2 separate regions of the Triticum aestivum genome follow, and region 2 is linked to region 1. The links are chromatin contacts, called in public Hi-C maps. All regions are on one chromosome and are shown on one strand. The core of a region is the stretch at or near the end of the contact, and the rest is flanking DNA. Distances in the headings are between cores, read along the strand shown.

Region 1 (4,365 bases), core at 1,816-4,315:
TTCAGAAGGAAAAACACTGAACAAACGAAAGCATACACTTTTTTTACCTTGGGTTATAAAAGATTGTAAACCGGCTATTTGTTGAGGCAGCATGAGCAGCTGCAGCAAGAAGACCAATGTGCATGCTATCACTTGATAGGACGGAAGATGGCATGACAGTTTGTGGCCGAGTTGCCCGGCGAATTCCCAGAAGAAGCTGATTGTTGTCATTCCTGAAAATTCAAGGAGATGCGCAAATTTGACCAGTGAGAATCTGCATGCACATACCAGAATTTGAATAGACGTCGAGGAGAGAGGGGTGCCAGTTATATCATCTCGAGTGTTGGAAGAATGAACATACCAGATAAATAGGACAGAGTCCCCAGCAACGAGTCTCTTTGCACTTACAAAGACACTCCAGCCTGTTGTGAGAAGATGCCGCTTTGGCTGACCTGCAAAACTAGAGCTTATGAGTGAAGTTCTTCGTTGTCTTAAAATAAACCTTCACCCGGGGAAAATAGAAACAGATGGAATCATGCTTGACATTGTTCCCTGACACATTTTTTCAGAAGACATCAGAGACTGAGAACACTCACCGCGAAAGATGTGACGGAATTTCCACTCATTGCCATGAAGATCTTTTGCAAACAACTCCTGTGCTGGAGGCTGCATGGTGAAATCCTACAAAAAGTTACAGGCAAGTTAGAAGAAGAGTTGATGGTCTGGTTCACTCCAAGAAACCAAGTAAACTCAAAATTCATGCTGGAAAGTGTAGAGGAGCAGCACAGACCAGCGGAGGAAACACTTTCTCAGCTGCTCGCCGGGGAACAGAGAAGCCGCCATGCGTGCTTGTGTCACTCGCAGTTAATGTTTTGCAAAAATAATTCGTTGGCTGTTTGTTTGCAGTACCTAATTCAGCAGGTAGATACGGATCTTTGAGCTCTTGCTGAAAAGAGAAGCAAGCTAAAGTTACTCTCTTGGATACTGAGTTAAAAAAAACTTGCACATAGGACATGGTAAATATGAAAAAAATTTCACACACAAAAAGAGTGATATGAATTACCGGGTTAAGTGGTTGCAAGGTCATCTGCGCATAGACCTCGTCCGTCTCCGCATCAGCCTGAAGGTAATAATAAAACCAATGATCAAACAAAAAGATAGCAGTGATATTACTTAGCTGGTAAAAATATGTGCTCCAAATCTCCACACTTACATGCATGGTCACATTGTGCAGCTGGCAGATAAGCTGTGGAGGCAAATTGGGGTAGTTGGGGATCTGAGACTCGATCTCTTTATTCGTCGATGCGGCTACCTGAGACAGAAATTCACCCAGTAAATAATCTACATAGACAAAGAAAGCAAACGATTTCTGAGATAATTAAGCCAGATTTTTTTCTGTTCGGCGACGGAGGTTAGGATTCAGGATCATGCAAAGTTCCTTGCACTGGAGGTGGAATTCTGCACCAACCTGCTCGCTGTGACCCTGTGGGAAGTACACCACCCTGCTGCCGACCGCGGGCAAGGAGACGAGCGGGCCGGCGCAGGCGTGCCATAGCTCCGAATTCAGGCACTTGTGCTCCTCAGCAGCTGTAATGACATAATCATATGAGCAAAAGACTTGTCAGTGCTGATTTTTAACAGATAATGATGGCTCTAGGGGCTGTAACAGCTCTGAATTCATATGCTGGCCTTAAAGATTATTCAAGAAGGTGGGCATGCAACGAAATGAACTTCTAATTAGTGGCCTAAGGTTATTAATTTCTTCTTCATCTTACATGAAAATCAGCAATTTTTCAGACGAAAATACACATATTTATTCCAGTAAAAAAATAACTAATTAACACGCAGAGCAGGAAATTGGATGGGAAATAGGCGAGATTGCAGAACTGAAATCCCATTCCAAAGAAGTTAGTACTGAACTGCAATTTCGCAGGCATAAAAGTACCCCCAAAACACACAAGAAGCATTTTCATGTAATCAATTGCAACAACCCCTAACAAATCCAAATATTACTCCAGACTCGAATTCGACGCATTGGGCTACGACGGCCTGATCACACGGTCATAATCAATCCGAGGAGAGAGCCTCCGAGGAAAAATCACAAGCACAAACGAGAGCCAAGTAGTACTGCTAGTCCCACAAACTCCAAATCACACGGACAGCGAATAAATGAAGAGCGAGGGCAGCAGCAGTAATGGGCGGCAGCCCACGGACGGGGCAGGAGACAGAAGAATACCGTACCTTCCGGCGACGCCGGCGCCTGGGCCGGGAGGACGGCGCCCGCCGGCGACGAGAGCCTCATTTTTTGTTGCGATGAAAAAGGCCAATCAGAGACCGATCTGATGGAGGGGGGCAGCAATAAAAGAGCGTGCGCGGAGGCGGGGAAGGAAGGGGAGAGCGGAGGAAAGATTCCTCCTTTTCAGGCCAAATCGCAGCGCCTTCCCTAATAAACCCGTCGCTTTCCCGGCTCCTCCTGCTCCTCCTCGCCAACTCACTCGCCAGGGAACGGAATGGAATGGAATGGAAGGGAGCCGAGCCCCTTTTGCCGTGCGCAGTCACGCTTCCTTCCTCCCCGGGCAATCACCGCGGGAGTTCCGCCCAAGTTGCCGCCTCCGAGGGCAGCAGAAGCCGGCCGGGAGCCGCGATCCCCGGGCGCCGGAATGCGCAGGGGCCGCCGCCGTCACGGCCGCCGGAGCCGGGAAACGGTCGATCCGAGGAGCCGCCCCGTCGGATCTCGCGCCCGCGAGCTCCCGACGGCTCAGCGCCGCGCCCCCCGGCAGATCCGAGCGCCGCCGCCGGAGACGGGCATGCTCGCTGCTCCGCCGCCGCCTCCTTTCCTGCTTGCTTCAGAGCTCAGGAGCTGCGGTTACAGCTGGTTGCTTGCTTGCCTCGGTCCGGCTTTGCTTTTCTTGGGCTCGGCTTGCTTGCTTCTTCCTCCTCTGGCTGCTTGCTTGTTCTGGCTCTGGCCGCTGCCGCCGCTGGACCTGTTCTTGGGGTTTTAACCCCACGAGTGGTGCTGGCCGCTTTCCTCAGCCCCCCTCTCTCTCTCCCTGGTAGTAAAATCGTGTACTGTACGTACGCCCTTTCGTTCGTTTTACTAAGCGACTTGGGAAGTAGAGTAGTAGCAGAAGTATACTTGTACAGTTGTGCAGGAGCAGGTATTTTTATAGCAGTGTTGATGAGGCGTGTGCTCATGCTCCCCGGAATATGTGTGGCATGTGCAGTGAGGAGTGAGCGTTGCATGGACGATGTGCCTGTGTGAGTGATGTGAACGTTTTCTCCCTAGTGGAGTGCGGCTACTCAATTAATGGTGGTGTGTGTATAGTAGCTTTTCTTGCTTGCTGGAAGCACAGGGATTAATGGTGGTGTTTGTATTTGATGAAAAAGCAGCTTTGCTGTTTTCAGTTACTACATGGAATTTTTGTCCCTCTTTTTATAAAAAAAAATCGACCAGGTTGCGCCGCGTGAATCCCGAAAATGGACGAAATGAGTTTCGCTTCGGTACACCCCCTAAGAGTTTGGACGGATCTTAAAGATACTTAAAAAGGGTATTCTCGTACATTCACGGCCAACTAATTATATTCCTTTCCCGGTGCATCAAACAATAGATCAGAACAATCTAAACCTCCTTGTTAAAGCGGTAAGTTTTAATCTCCATCTTTAATCTGCATTGAAATTTGTAAACTTTTCTTTCGCGGGGGGGGGGGGGGGGGGGGGGGGACAAAAATGCACGGCATTTCAGGATCGAAAGTTGAAATTGCTCAAATGTGCTACTAAAATTCTGCTTATAATAGAATCAACAGCCCATATCAATAACTTATTACATGTACAATTTAACAAACTGGACAGAGTGAATCACAAAACTGAACCCAAAGAACATGTGGCTTTAGTTAATTCGTGGAACATTTCAAGAACATAAGTTCAAATTAGCCAAATGTGTTACTACTCAATTATTTGTCATAAGGAATGGACACTCTAGGTTGTCACCTTACGAGTAAAGATTTTCAGCCGGCCAAAAAATGTACAATTCTTGGTTACTTGATTTGTACTATTGAATCACATAGGGTTTTTTCTTGAGGTTTGCTTTGAATGGGGTTACAAGAGAACATTTCCATCACCCTAAATCCACTAGTAGAAAAAGGGCCAATTGTCCCGGTTCCTAAGGGCCTTTTGTCCTGGTTTTGGAACCGGGACTAAAAGGTCGTTACTAATGCCCTTGACCTTTAGTCCCAGTTCTTACACAAACCGGGACAAATGGGCCTCCACGTGGCCGGTGCGGCGAGCCCAGGCAGGAGGCCCTTTGGTCCCGGTTGGTGGCACCAACCGGGACGAATAGGCATCCACACGTCAGCATTTCAGGTGTTAGGGTTTTTATTTTTTTAAGGG
Region 2 (4,404 bases), core at 473-2,972, 50 kb after region 1:
CAAATCCCAGTCTCGATACATGCCAAACCAGCAAACACCTTCGGAGATACTTTTAGAGCATCTTTATAATTACCCAATTATGTTGCAACGTTTGAGACACACAAGGTAGTCCTCCGGTGTCAGTGAGTTGCATGATCTCATGGCCATGGGAACAGATACTTGACATGCAGAAAACAATAACAATAAACTTGATACGATCATATGCTAGGTTTATAGTTTGGGTCCTGTCAGTCACATCATTCTCCTAATGATGTGATCCCATTATCAAATGACAACTAATGTCCATGGCTAGGAAACCATAGCCATCTTTGATCAACGAGCTAGTCCGGTAGAGGCTCACTAGGGACATGTTGTTGTCTATGTATCCACACATGTATTTGAGTTTCCGGTCAATACAATTAACATGGATAATAAACGATTATCATGAATAAAGAAATATAATAATAATCACTTTATTATTGCCTATAGGGCATATTTCCAACAAGACATGCATACATGTCAAATTTGGCAGAAAAGTCGATTTCTCATGGCGGAGGAAAATCACATATCAAGATATTATATAGCAAGCCAGGTAAAACTTTTTAGGTAAAAGAATTTTCATCTAATCTGCCGCATCAAGGTGATATACAATTGTTGCAAACTCGGAGCAATGACTTTGCACATTAGAAATAAACTCAAGAAAAATAGAAAATGGGTGCATATGAACAGAGCAAGTACATCATTAATTTTTGTTAAAAAAAGTACCCCACCAATCCATAATAAGTGTTGGGGTTTAATTCATTGAACTAAAACCGTAGTACATCACAAATTTTAGTACTCCCTCCATTCATATATATAGGGCCTAATTCATTTCTTAAGATATCCATTGACTTTTGGTAAGATTAATAGTATATGAGATGTATAGTGTAAAAATTACATCATTGGAAGCTTCATTCACGTATAAATTTGATGGTATGCTTTGTGTAACTTGTGTCATATATATATTATTTTAACATGTGGTTAAAGTTAGTCTCGAAAGCCGCATTAGGCCTTATATATGGACAGGGGGAGTAGAGGTTTTACAGGTTTTGTTTGTAGTACTCCCTCCGTTCCTAAATATAAGTCTTTCTAGAAGTTTCAACAAGTGACTACATACGAAACAAAATGAGTGAATCTTCACTTAAAATATGTCTACATACATCTGTATGTTATAGTCTGATTGAAATGTCTAAAAAGACTTATATTTAGGAACGGAGGGAGTAGCAATTAGTAGTATTATTACCATTTCTGGGAACCAGCTCTGCTAGGAGTAAACCGCTGGGGAACAAAACATGTGACGCCACCCTCATCCGAATTTGCGCTTCGTCTTGGCCTCTTCCGTCACGCTATGCTCATGAAGGTGCTTATTAAATTCATCTGGCAGTCCTAATCTGGTTGGAGTGGTTGTAGTAATGCCGTAGCAGTCAAACTAGCCACTGCACTAGACTCAAACGACGATCTTGGCTCAACACATTTGCCGTTATTAGCAGCAGTACGTGGAGTAGTACCGGCTACTATGTTAATCTAGGCGAAAGGATCCAAGATTACACACAGAAACCTTGATTTGCCAGCCAAAAATGAACGGAACGCAATCTGTCTGACAGCGACAGTTAATTTGTCTGAGTACCATATATATCGACCGTCCAACTCGATCCAACGGTCAGGACCGAGGACCGGGTTGGTGACAGCTCAGCTCCGATCGTACTACATGAACCAGAAACGGAAAAAAATCAACGCCGTGCCACATGGCACGTACGTGCTCCACAGGTGCAGCCATATGTAACCAGGCCCACGTAAATTCGAGAATGATGTATACATACGGCGCTCCTATTTTCTCACAAGCGCCTGGATCCGTTTCCGCACAAGAGCGCCGGAGCGGTTCCTTTCGTGGAACTGTTTGCTGATGGGGGCGGCATTTATCACGCGCAGGCCCGGCCCGTCCGTCTCCATCCCCATCTCACCGATCTCGGATACTACTTCTACTACACACGTACTACTACTACGCAGGTAGGAGTACATACAACCACAAGCATGGATACACACCGATTTGATCTGGTACTACCAAATACGGCGGTGGGAAGGACAGGGATACGTGGAGCGCGTCCTCCTCGTCGTCTCCTTTCCCGGCGACAGGAACGGCGCGCGGCCGGACCCGTCGGCCTCAGGCGAAAAAGCTCGACAGCGCCCTGACCGGCCTCCACACCATCGGCCGGGATTTTATTATTATAATTATTAGTTTCTCTTTGATTTTGTTAGCGCCGGCTGGGAATGGGCGTGCGTGCGGGCGTGCTGGGTGGCCGGGCGACATGTCCGGGATGGGGTAAACTCCTGGTTACTATTAGTCGACCAATCGTGGGGATAATTGGTGTTTTGGTCGTGGACCTGCCGCGCCGCGCTGCGCTGTCCCGGGTAGGGATGGATGGACGGATGCTGCTAGAATACTGCGGAGTGGTAGCGTGGATCACATGCGTTTTCGTGGAGGTCCGGATCAGGCATGATTCCCTGCCCGGGTCACGCTGATGCTGCTGCTGGTGCCTGTGGCGTGCGTGCGTCGTCAGGTGCGGAGTCGCTGGGGTAGCTAGAGAGATTCCGTGCAAGGTTCCGCTCGGACTGGACTCGTGTCGTGCGCGAGTCCAGTCCACGGCGAGTCGTGGGCAGGAGCTCGTCCGGAGTGGCTCCTCGTGCCGACCGACAGGCGCGCACGGCTCCGGCTCACGTCGCGTCGCGTCGCCGCGCTCCGGGTTACGCGGAACCGGCCGGCTCGGGTCGGGTCAGTGCGGGCGCGCGCACATGGAAGCGTGAGCGGGGTCGTTGGCGGTGGCACCGTCGTCAACAACAACCGCGGCGTCAGAGCCGGGCCGAAAAGCGCTCTGCGGCGAGGCGAGGTAAATCGGCCACGCCTTTCACACGGTACGTGCCTCCCGCGTCGCGGCGGGCAAGGACACCAAGGCCGGAGCGAGCGGCGGTGGCGGTGGATGACCTTTTGGACGTCGGTTCTGACGCGGGCGCGCACGGCACGGCGTCGTCCGCGCACAAGTGCGATGCGATGCCGCGGGTCAGGGGTGTGCGTACTACATGCGCCCGCGAGGGGGAGGGACCGTGCCGTCCGGCCGCCTACACGGCCGACCTGTATGCACGTTACAATCCATCGCAGGGCGTGCTAGTGTTTGTCCTTAAACCACTGCAAGGGTGCATATGCTCACCATTTATCAAGCTACACCACGCCTACTGCACTGGCAGCGCTGCATATGAGATGACCAAACGGTCTGACGAAGCCACGCACAGTCTCGCAGCAGCTATCAAACAAACCCGTTAAGCTGGAAGCAATAAAACAAACATGCTTAAACCTGACGTCGACGACGGCGACTTTGATCATAAACTAAACGTGTCTCGCGCACGTAACCAGGGAAGCAAAGGGCCGGCGTGCACTTGCCACTAAAACTAATCACAAGAGAGTACGCAGCGATGCGTTTTGGCATCGGCGGCCGGGCCCCCACCGTCCGCCGCGCCCGCGCCGGTACCACGACCTACACCTACACGTACCACTGCCGCGCGGCGCATGCAGGCAGGACAGGAGGGCGCCGTGGCGCGGTACGGCCGCCGTGGCGAGCGGACCTGCCGACGACCCCATGCTCGTTTTACCAGTACGTATAGGCCGGTCCAAGCAACATGTGCCGATGGTGACCATCCAGGGTCCAGCCCGCCGCCCTGTACCCGGCGACCCCATTCTCATTGCCAGAACTGTACGTCCGTCGACGCCGTGCTCGGATCCAAGCCGCCGGCCACGCTTCTTGTTTCTTACACCTTTTACGTACGTAGAGTAATAATTAACCGCATGTTACGGGCAACCGCTGGCACGGGAAGGAGGAGCTTTGCCAGTAGGATGGAGGCCGGGCTAGTTCGTCGTCGCCCGTCAGAGCAGCTGCTACACTGGCCTGTCGGTCGCGGTGCGTGCCCAGCCTCGGCCTCAGCCTCACCAACTGCCGTACCTACCCAGGCACGGCACATTGAAGCCCTCCCCGGCCCGGTCCCCGCCCGTCAGAGGCTGGCCGGCCGGCCGCCGCTCGCGTGAATCCCGCGGTCACACGATTGTCCGTTCCGCCCGCCCGTCCATGGCCCCGCTCCTACGTGCCGGTGCGCCTCATCATCATTGCTGATGAAGATGCATTTCTAGGGCCAATGAAGAGCTTTTCGCAGCGGCAGCGACAGTAGATAGATAGACGGATAAAAATCGGGCATGCATGGCCGCGTGTGTGCTGTAGCGGGGCGGCGACCCCCACACGGAACTACGGCGCAGAGATAGGGGCAGGACCATCGCTCCCTCCCTCCTTGGACCCCAGATGGTCCATGCTCTCTCTCTCTCTCTAGCCCGTAGCAGTGTCGAGA

What was found. Hi-C and Micro-C count contacts between places; a contact is called where the count stands out from the background.
Region 2: a Hi-C map of leaf shows a contact between it and region 1, with 4 times the contacts expected there. The contact joins the enhancer-like site here to the promoter of LOC123162439 in region 1. A contact is called at or near these places in 4 of 5 Hi-C or Micro-C datasets (leaf, root and an unstated tissue) and 1 of 1 datasets of contacts at active chromatin or transcription factors (leaf).

Annotation. Positions count from the first base shown.
Region 1 is chr7B:630,785,272-630,789,636 of IWGSC CS RefSeq v2.1, forward strand. It overlaps LOC123162439 (auxin response factor 17), which reads right to left and starts at 3,066. Exons shown (of 14, transcript XM_044580216.1): 1 at 2,221-3,066; 2 at 1,448-1,566; 3 at 1,193-1,291; 4 at 1,043-1,099; 5 at 770-925; 6 at 576-660; 7 at 341-431; 8 at 48-212. The coding sequence starts at 2,281.
Region 2 is chr7B:630,836,914-630,841,317 of IWGSC CS RefSeq v2.1, forward strand. No RefSeq gene overlaps it. Among protein-coding and RNA genes, the nearest start is that of LOC123162439, 51 kb to the left of the region's middle. Within about 2 kb of position 1,723, at least 6 of the 8 cell types and tissues checked have an H3K27ac peak or open chromatin away from gene starts, as enhancers often do. A contact at or near this core is called in leaf and root, where this site is marked.